2 separate regions of the Mus musculus genome follow, and region 2 is linked to region 1. Evidence: chromatin contacts called from public promoter capture Hi-C data. All regions are on one chromosome and are shown on one strand. The core of a region is the stretch at or near the end of the contact, and the rest is flanking DNA. Distances in the headings are between cores, read along the strand shown. Region 1 holds the start of Desi2 (desumoylating isopeptidase 2). Region 2 overlaps Efcab2 (EF-hand calcium binding domain 2).

Region 1 (5,102 bases), core at 1,492-3,991:
AGTGGTGCTTTTGGCCATAAGGCCTTTCTGTAAGGCTATGGAAAATAGGGCTGGCGAGATGGCTCAGCGGATATGAGCACTGACCAAAGGTCCTGAGTTCAAATCCCAGTAACCACATTGCAACCACAAGGTGGCTCACAAACACCTGTAATGATATCTGATGCTCTCTTCTGGTGCATCTGAAGTCAGCTGCAGTGTACTTATGTATAGTAATAAATAAATCTTTGGGTAGAAGGAAGCAGAGCCTGAGCTAGCAGGGCTGACACAAGTGAGCAGAGGTCCTAAAACTCAATTCCCAACAACCACATGAAAGATCACAACCATCTGTACAGCTACAGTGTACTCACATACATAAAAAATAAATCTTTTAAAAAAAGTAACCAAGCCAGGTGGTGGTGGCATACGCCTTTAATCCCAGCACTTGGGAGGCAGAGGCAGGCAGATTTCTGAGTTCAAGGCCAGCCTGGTCTCCAAAGTGAGTTCCAGGACAGCCAGGGCTATACAGAGAAACCCTGTCTCAAAAAACAAAACAAAACAAAACAAAAATAGTAACCAATAGACTTGGCAATAGTGTAATGTTAGAGTAATGTTAAATAATGTTATGATGCTTTTACAATAGTACATTTCCATATGGTTTTTCCAAAGGCTATTCATGTTAGTTGTCCTCCCCATATTGCCTTCTTTAGCCTGACCTCCCACCTCCTCCCCCTTTTAATATTTCTTTCCAGCTGCATTTTTTCAATATTTCCTAGTGCTTCAACCCTTAATTTCACATAGCCTATAGTCATCTGCAAAAGAAGTTCCAATTAACGGATTACCTTTATCAAATTAGCCTGTGGGTATTGTCTTAACTAATTGATATAAGAGGGCCCAGTATACCCTGGGTGTTACATCCCCTGGAGAGGTTGTCTTGAGTTTCTTAAAAAAGCTAGCCAAGCATAAACCAGTGATTGAGCCAGCAGGCACTGCTCCTCCAAGGTGCTTGCTTTAAGTTCCTGCCCTGTCCTGACTTCCTTCTGTGATAGACTGTGACCCCTAAACCTGTTCTGCCCTAAGCTGCTTTCTGTCAGAGCAGGTGTTATCACAGCAACAGAAAGACTGCCCAACAAGTCTCTAGGCTTTAAGTTCTACTGAAATGTTTATTTTAGTCAGATTAATGGTTGTGACTCCATTTCATTTATGCAAATGCCTACTCAACATCTCATGAGACTCTAAAAGGCACTGAAAATATAACATGACCTAACAGTAATTTCATTTCCCTTTCTAACCTGCTTCTCCCTCAAATGTTTGATATATTATGAATAACATACTATCTACCCAAATTTGTCAAACATCCAGGACCTATTTTTGAGACTACCCCTAACTCCCCCAACAAATTTAATGTCCACACTTTTTAATATAAGGCTGGTCACTAGACTCCCAAGATGAGGAAGAAACCAAGCCACAAATCCAAAGTGCCTTTTAAATCTCTTGCATTATATCTGTTAATAACCCATTGACCAAATCAAGCCAAAGCTTGCTAAAGACAGTAGAGAGAGGCATCAAAGGTCATATATAATTTGAGAAGCCACTTTTACAATTTACCACGTTAATGGTCATGTTTCTATTTCCCTTGCCTCATTAAAATTTCACACAGAAACTCAAGCAATTTTTAATTTTTTAAAGTTATTTATTTATCTGAGTACATCATATCTGTCTTCAGACATATCAGAGGAGGGCATCTGATCCCAAATATAGATGGTTGTAAGCCACCATGTGTTTGCTGGAAATTGAACTCAGGACCTCTGGAAGAGCAGCCAGTACTCTTAAGCATTGAGCTTTCTCTCTAGCTCTCAAGCAATCTTTTAAGAGACTTATGTACATATTCATGTCGTTCCTTGGCTCAAACCCTACCAACTCTTCATTTAAAATCCAACCTCAGAGTTTGGAGAGATGGCTTGCCCACTAAAAGTACTTGTTGCTCTGCAGAGGATCTCAGTTTGGTTCCCAACACTCAGGTCAAGCAACTTACAGCAGCCTATAACTTCGGTTGCAGAGCATCCCTGCCCTCTGTCCTCTTTGGTCACCTGCACCCCTTGCTGTCTTTGTCTCTGTCTTCTGTCTTTCTCAGTCTCTTTCACTCTTTCACACACAGAGACACACAAACACACACACAATTGATAAATCTAAAATGTAAAATAGATATTCAATCTCAGCTAACTGAAAACTCAGGATGTCTTCTGACCAGTTAACTGCCTGTCCACAGATCACCTCTTTGCTCATTATATTCTAGCCACAGAGAACTTTTATTTTGTTCCTTAAGTACAAAAAACATGTCTTATGTCTATGTACTTTTGTCTCCTCTAATTGGAATTCTTGGCTCTCTTATATTTGACTAGCTTTCTGTCATTCACGAAATGTGAATTCCGTTTTGAGGGTTAAAGGAGACTTTCTTACATCCTACTTTTACAAGGGTAACCTTCCTCCCTTTATTGCCTCACTTCTATATTTTCAAAAATTAAAAAAAAAGCAGAAGGGCTTTGGAAAACTTAGTCATCACTTCTTCACATTGCGTTGGATTCACATCTCACGCTACAAACACCAGAAACAGCACTGAAAACTAAAAGGCAAATGGAGTCTCTGCTCGCCAAGGACGAACAGCGAAGGTTCCCCTGACAAACTCTTCGCAGGACTTTCTGGGAACTGTAGTCTCCCAGGGAGACGTGAGTGCCTACAATATCCTGGTGAATGCTGGGATATGTAGTCAGACTGCTTACACGCCCAATAGGAATCGCGGGTTCTCCCTCTGCTTTCTGGGAACGGTAGTCTTTCTGCGACCTCGAGCCACCAGGGTGAAGAGGCATCCGGCCTGTCGCCATTTTAGGTCTCCAGCTGCAGAGCCTGAGAGCCTCAACGCGCAGGCGGGCTCATCCCTGGATCCTGGCCGGCCCCGCCTCCAGGGTGCCTAAAGCCCGCCCCTCGCCCAGGCCCCGCCTTCCCCCACGTGTCTGCGGCCGAGGGGAGGCGCCTGAGCTGGAGCTGCCTCTCCACCTGTCTGGCCGGGTCCTCGTACAGGTTTCTGACAGCGTCTCCCGGGAGCGGTCCCGGCTGCCGGATGCTTCCGCCCCGGCTGCGGTGGGCCGGGCTGGACGCTTAGTGCCCGGCTCGAGCCCTGCCTGAGGCGCCCGCGGGGGTGGCAGCGGCCTCCGCCCCGCGGAGACCGAGCGGCTGGAGGACGAGGCGGCGGCCGTGGGGAGAAGGATGGGGGCTAACCAGTTAGTGGTGCTCAACGTCTACGACATGGTGAGTGCGTCCCCTGGCGGCCCGCGCTGGCCGGCCCTGTCAGGGGTCGGGACCCCGGCCCGGTGCTTCCTGCCTCGCGCCTCCGCCTCCAGCTTAGTTCTCAGGGGTGGGGGGAGGGGACAGTCGCGCTGTCTTCTAATCCCGAGACTGGCCCGCGCGCCTCCTGGAGGTGTCCCAGTCAGTCCGAAAGAGGGCTTGGGCTCGAGCCTCGTCCCAGCCCTCAGCTCCCCTGGCTGTGGGCCCGACCCCTGGGCGGATGAGCCGTGTCCTATCCGCGAAGCTTCGGTCGCAGGGCGACCTCCCTCCCAACTGCCACCTGGCCTCTAAGCTGCTCAGCTCCCCTCTGCCCTGCTCCTGCTGGCCCTTGTCTGTCTCCAAATGCTCGAGGCTTCCGACAACTCTCAAGCCCTTCAAGTCTAGAAAGTCACAGCTTCGATGCGGATGCTAGCGTCTCCCCAGAGGTGAACCGGAGCCAATACACCCTCACCTCCAAGGCATCCTCATAAAAATGAAAGAAGCGAAAATTTATGTAGAAAATAGCGCCATTGAATTATTTAGCGATCACAGAGGTGATCCTAGAATCCGAAGGCCACTTTCCAGGTGATGCAACAGGTGGATGACGTGACCGCTAGAGAGGGAAAGACAGCCTTGTTTATTATGTCATCTAACTTTGAAGAACTGAAAACATTCAGGCTAGGGTTCAAAGGCTGGATCCCCTCAGGTTCCAAGTGCAATAATACCCCTAGAAGAAGCACCTGGTAGAGAATGATCGCCGCAGGGAGGCTACGTTTGGGTGTGTTCACTCTCCTTTGGTTACTTAATTTTTGTTTTGTAAAGGATAGCCTTCCCCTGAAAAGCCTGAAATTTCTTGGCTATGCATTGACACATGAAATTTCTCCAGCATTATTTCTGTTGGCTTAAAAGTACTTAGAAGAAATTCAACAGTAAGAAGTCTTGGCTCTTAATTACAGCTCTAAGCTCTTTCTTCTTTGTATTGTTTATAAATTTTTAAATGAACAGGGAGCTATTGATAGAAAAGGATTCCTCATGCTATATCTAGAAGTTAACGTTGACAGGGCATGGTCTGCTGGTAACTAGAAGCGAGGTTTCTCTTCTAGTAGGTTCCAGTGTAAGTCTGGAGATGAGAGGTAGAGTAACAGACTAGGAAAAGTTAATCATGAAGGGAAAAGTTGGATAACTGGAGCAGGAGATTCGAGAAGAGCATGCGTATTGTATGACTAACAGCCTACTCTACTGGTTAATAAATTATTCTCTGGATTTAAACTTTTTGTGTTCCATGGGAATCTTTTCTTAATTAATTTTGCCCCCTGTTGTTGTTTAGTTGTTGTTTTGAGGCAGAGTTTGTGTAGTTCTGGCTATCTTGGAACTATCTTTGTAGAACAGGCTGGCCTCAAACTCTCAGAGACCCTCTGCCCCTCTGCCCCTCTGCCCCTCTGCCCCTCTGCCCCTCTGCCCCTCTGCCCCTCTGCAGGGATTGAAGGTCTACACCACCATTGTCAGCTTTAATATTGCCCTTTTAGTATTTCACTGCCTCTTGCCTATCAGACTTTGGATTTTTTTAAACTGGTGAAGACTCTTATAAACTATTCCTCAGGATATGTTTTACTCTGGAGAATATATATTGAAATATCTATATTTTTTAAAGATTTATGTGTATGAGTACACTCTAGCTGTCTTCAGACACATCAGAAGAGCACGTCAGATCACATTGTACATGATTGTGAGCCACCATGTGGTTGCTGGGAATTGAACCCAGGACCTTTGGAAGAGCAGTCAGTGCTTTTAACCACTGAGACATC
Region 2 (5,102 bases), core at 889-3,388, 270 kb after region 1:
AAACCATAGATCTCATTTGTGTTAGCTATCTTCTACTGAGTATGGCTATAGACTCAGTATTTACTGGGTATATCAGAATATTTCACTGGAGAAAACTGATTCCCCTCATCCAAAGCCATCATTTTGAATGGCTTCTTTGCTAGGAGTGGCACCTTGTGCTCACTCTCCCTCTTTTGTATTGGGAGTTTTGTCAGGTTTGAGCTGTCTAAGTCTTGGAAATGTTGACAAAGTTTCTGTGAGTTCCTATGTGCACATTGACTCTTGTGTCTGGAAAATGCTATTTTAAAGAAATCATTCACCACCTCTTACTCTTTAGCCCCACCCCACCCCTTTCCACATGGATCCCTGACCCTCTACAGACGGGTGAAACAAAGAGCCCATTTAGGACTGAGTCCTCCAAGTCCTCTCCCTCTCTGCATGTTGTCTTGCTGTCTGTCTTTGCATTAATGACCATCTCCTGCAGGAAGCTTCTCTACTGAAGGTTGAGAATAATTCACTGGTCTATGGCATAGTGGTTTGAATGAAAATGATTCCATACACTCATAAGGAGTGGCACTATTGGGAGGTGTGGCCTTGTTGGAGTAGGTGTGGCCTAGTTGGAGGAAGTGTGTCCCAAGACAGGTCCAGTGGCATTTTCTCTTCCTGCTACCTGCTAATCGAGATATAGAACTCTCAACTACCTCTCCAGCACCATGTCTGCCTGCATGCTGCCATGCTTCCCACCATGATGATAATGAACTAAACCTCTAAAAGTGTAAGCCAGCTCCAATTAAATGTTTTCCTTTATAAGAGTTGCTGTGGTCATGGCATCTCTTCACAGCAATAGAATCCTAACTAAGACATAGGGCATACCAATATATCATTAGGAATCATTTTATTCCTGAATATGCTCATTTAGCAAAATAATAGAGGTAGGTTTTCCAGAGGGTCCATGACTTGAGTGGGCCTTAAGCCCCCCCCCCCAAAAAGTGATTGGTTAATTCCATAACATTCATGCCACTATTGAATGAGCAAGCACATCTTGAAGGCAGGTCATCACTAAAGCTCACAGGGTTTGTAGCCGGGTGAGATTGAGCTTGATGAGATTTCTGGTGCTGTGCTTAGAATCTTCTAACACTATGAACACTAGCCAATAGGGTGAATCTTCTAGTTGAGTACCACTTAGATTTCTCCACTTTCTATGGTAGAAGTGTGTGGTGTCTTCAGCAATAACATCTTACCATCAAGTTGGAAATAGCCTGTGGTGTTTGGGGAGCCTGTGGGACCCCTTTGGCTAGTGACTCAGAAAGATGTAACCCATTCTTGATACTGAAAATTTTATTTGGCAACAAATAATATCTACTTGTGGTATTGTCTCCCCCATAATATAGTGACTCTATTTAAATTCCTTTTATACATGTATATATTTTAGGAAGTTTCTACAGTAGTAGATTTTCAAATAGCTTTTCTAAAGGTATTTATAATGTTAGTTGTTCACCCCCATATTCCCTCCTCTATGCTGTCCTCCCTTCCCCCACCCCATGTAATCCTTGTAATTCCACCTTTATTCACTTATAGCATTATATTCCATTTCCCTTCCTTAGATGACCCTCCCACGATGCTTTTTTATCTCAGAATTTTGTTTCATTTGCTGGTTTTTCTGAACTCTGTCCTCGTTGTTGACACTTCTGTTTTGTGTTTCTTGAAATTACATTTTCATCTCTTTTTTGTTTGCTTTCAGATGGGGGTCTCATGTAGCCTAGGCTGGCTTTGAACTTGCTGTGTAGGAGAGGGTTTGAGCTGCTGATTCTCTTGCCTACATTTCCCAAATGCTTTGGATTGCAAGTGTGTGCTGCTACATCTGGTGTTTTCATCTCTTTTGGCCTTTTCCTACATCTCCCTTTCAATTTTCTTTCTTCCTAAGCCTCCTTCTCTTTCAGTGCAAAGACCTGACCCTTTTCTTGCCTGAGTTTTCTTTTCTCTGTTTCTCATCCCCAGGAGCATCACTGTTCCTGGGGCTGTAGCATCAGCAGCCTGATTTCCTCACTACGGCCAGCATCTCAGCCCGTCTAGAAGCCATCTGGAGCTCTGCGGTGCCCACCTGGCCCCTTCTGCTGTGTTCCCAGGCTCCTGGCTCCCATCACTCCTCTCTCACCAGTGCTTTGTGTGAGAGTAGCATGGAGGATTGCTTAGGCTCTGTGTATCCAGCCTGGGAAACAAGGGAAGCTCTGAGTCACCAGGGCATCTACTGTGATTGCCCTTTCTTCCCACCACATGGACTTGGGTACTTTCCATCCCTGCTGGTGTTCAGATTTGAACTAAGGGCCTCACACATGGAGAGCTCTTGAAATAGATTCATCTCACTTCATTACTATCTACAGAAACATTTAGAAAGCCTGGCGTTTAAATACCACCTTCTTGTCCCTTCCTCATTTCCCCTTCTCTCTTCCTATCAGCCACCCTCTGCATTGCCTTCATTGCAATGTCGCTAAAGGTAACTCTTAGTGAGCTACTCTCTCTGGCCATGTGTCTGTCTGCCATTTAGCTGGGCATTTAGCTGGGCATGCTACTCATCTTCAGAGAGACAGACACTTATGCTTCCCAAGACACAAGCCCAGTGCTCAACCAATGAGTTACAAACTTGGCTCTTAGCATAGTAGAGGCAGTAGTTCACATTGCTGCCTTCATTGATGTCTCCAGAGGAAGAAAAAGGGGCTCTATCCTTTTCATATACTTTTCTGTCTTCAAGGAGTAATAGATCGTATCCAGGCCCATTTTCACTTTCCTATGACAGAACACTGTTGTAGATCTTTCTATTCAGAACTTCCAAACTTTCTAGTGCAGTGGACATAGACCAAAGCTAGTGTTTTGCAAAGTCTGATTCCATCCCACAGTTTCTTACAGGTTTTATAGTTTGAGTAACAATGTGAAGATTCCTGTCTGCACAGACCTTGTGAGGGTGGTCTCTGGGTCTCATGAACACCAAAAGGATGTTTCTATTGTAGTTTAAGTGTGTTTACAAAAGCAGATGTGGGTAGCCATTGGGACATTCTTTCGTTAGCAAACATAGTCAACTTTCTACAGATAGCTTTGTAAGCATTTGCTTTTGCAAGATAAGAGAACAGAATTCAACTGAAACAAGTAGGAGTATAAGCAGAGTGAAGGAAAATTTAACCCAGCCTGTCTCTTCTTCCTCCTGTAGCCCCCAAGCTACCACAGTGCAAGGCTACAGTTAGATTGTGCTGGAGTGTATTAATGTACTAAATGGTTAACCTATATTCTCTTTCTTTCTCTATCAGAGTTAAACAACAGTTAAAACCAGCCATCAAGTGGCAGACATTGTTTCTTCCTCCCCTCATTTTGTCCTTATTCCTTTTCTGGAGCTTTGAGATTTTGAACTAGTCAGGGCTTGATTTGCTAGTTATTGAAAACCTTGGGCTGCTTTGCTTCTTGCAACCTTTTCTTTTCCCAGGAAGTTTCTCATGTATTTGTGAGCCAGTACTTAAGTGAGGTGCTTTGCTATGTTACCTGTAATCTGAAATAATTTCAACAATTATTTGATAATTTATACTACAGTTGCCTCTCCAGAATTTATATTCTAAAACTTTTCACAACTTTTTTTTTTCTAGAGAGATTGGGACAATTATCAGGTCATTAGGATGCTGCCCGACTGAAGGAGAGCTGCATGATTTCATTGCAGAGGTAGGTACATGGTTGAGAAAGTGTCACTGAGCTGACTCTAGAACTTGTAATACAAACCAACCAACCAACCAACCAACCAACCAACCAACCAACCAACCAACCAACCAACAACTAACCCAAAAACCCTTACCTCAAACTGAAACTGCCCTAACTTACTGAGGGTGTTGTTTGAGAGTGTTAGAATACCTGTGCACATAAGTCAACCAATGGAACCCGTAAGCATTTTGATCAAGTTGTGAAGGCAACTATTGATAGTTTTTAAATTAGTTGAAAATAAGCCAGTGAAGACAAAGAAGTCTGATCACGTGGAGAAAGACCAGTAACAGGTGTATTTAATAATAATGTTGGTTCAAGGGTATACAGAGAGACTCTAGTTTTTATTTATTTGAGGAAATAAAACTAAGCTTCAGAACAAATAATAATAACAACAACAACAATAACAATAGACTAAAGAATAAACTTAAATAGAAAAAAATGGAGTTACACATGATAAAGTTAAACATTGCCAAACAAATTCTCCAGGAAAGCCAGTTTCTCTCTCTCTCTCTTTTTTTTTTAAGATGTATTTATTTATTATATGTAAGTACACTGTAGCTGTCTTCAGACACTCCAGAAGAGGGAGTCAGATCTCCTTATGGATGGTTGTGAGCCACCAAGTGGTTTCTGGGATTTGAACTCAGGACCTTTAGAAGAGCAGTCAGCAAGACCCGCTGAACCATCTCACCAGCCCTTTTTTTTTTGTTTTTTTTGAGACAGGGTTTCTCTGTGCAGTCCTGGCACAGAGGAACTCGCTCTGTAGGCCAGCTGGCCTCAAACTCAGAGATCCACCTGCCTCTGCCTCCCAAGTGCTGGGATTAAAGGTGTGTGCCACCACTGCCCAGGGAAAGCCAGTTTCAATGGGCATGAAAATAAAATCCTTCAATTTTAATCTGGTTAATAAGAATATTAATCAGTCTAAAATTCTAAAAGTTACTATTATTCATAATAATAACAACAAAAATTAACCACATTAGTTAAAAGATTTTGATTGGTTTTTCTTTGTGTTTATAGATTAATTGAAATGGGTAAGCATTTCTGACCAGAGGAGACTGGTGGCTCTGCCTTCCTCAACCCTAGGGAACAAAGATCTGATTGGTTTGAGTTACTTTCCTTATAAGGCAGGGAAGAGAGATGCTAAACAATAGGAGAATCATTAACAAGTTACTCCAGGCAAGTCCTCCCCTTCCCCCCAAAGATTAAAACAGAAGGATTCTATTATCTTGCCCATTGAAACTGGCTTTCGCGGGGAATTCTGTTTGGCTGTGTTTAACTTTATTATGGGTGACTCCAGTTTTTCTTTTTAAGTCTGTTTTGGGACCTAGTATAGGAGCTTAATCCAAAACAAAAGTCTCTTGTAATCATTTGCTGTGTGAGCTGAGGCT

The links. Promoter capture Hi-C pulls out the DNA fragments that hold promoters and counts their contacts.
Region 2: a contact with region 1 is called in a promoter capture Hi-C map of hippocampal neurons, with 3 times the contacts expected there. The contact joins the enhancer-like site here to the promoter of Desi2 in region 1. A contact is called at or near these places in 24 of 39 promoter capture datasets (the 3T3-L1 cell line, 3T3-L1-derived adipocytes, the C10 cell line and 14 more), 1 of 484 Hi-C or Micro-C datasets (bone marrow-derived macrophages), 14 of 115 datasets of contacts at active chromatin or transcription factors (the SCID.adh cell line, acute myeloid leukemia, astrocytes and 11 more) and 4 of 9 other capture datasets (adipose tissue, liver, macrophages and 1 more).

Annotation. Positions count from the first base shown.
Region 1 is chr1:178,184,676-178,189,777 of GRCm38.p6, forward strand. It overlaps Desi2 (desumoylating isopeptidase 2), which reads left to right and starts at 2,742. Exons shown (of 5, transcript NM_024282.3): 1 at 2,742-3,282. The coding sequence starts at 3,241.
Region 2 is chr1:178,452,208-178,457,309 of GRCm38.p6, forward strand. Efcab2 (EF-hand calcium binding domain 2) reads left to right here. Exons shown (of 7, transcript NM_026626.3): 3 at 3,609-3,681. Among named protein-coding and RNA genes, the nearest start is that of Efcab2, 49 kb to the left of the region's middle. Within about 2 kb of position 2,139, at least 14 of the 459 cell types and tissues checked have an H3K27ac peak or open chromatin away from gene starts, as enhancers often do. A contact at or near this core is called in extraembryonic endoderm stem cells and hippocampal neurons, where this site is marked.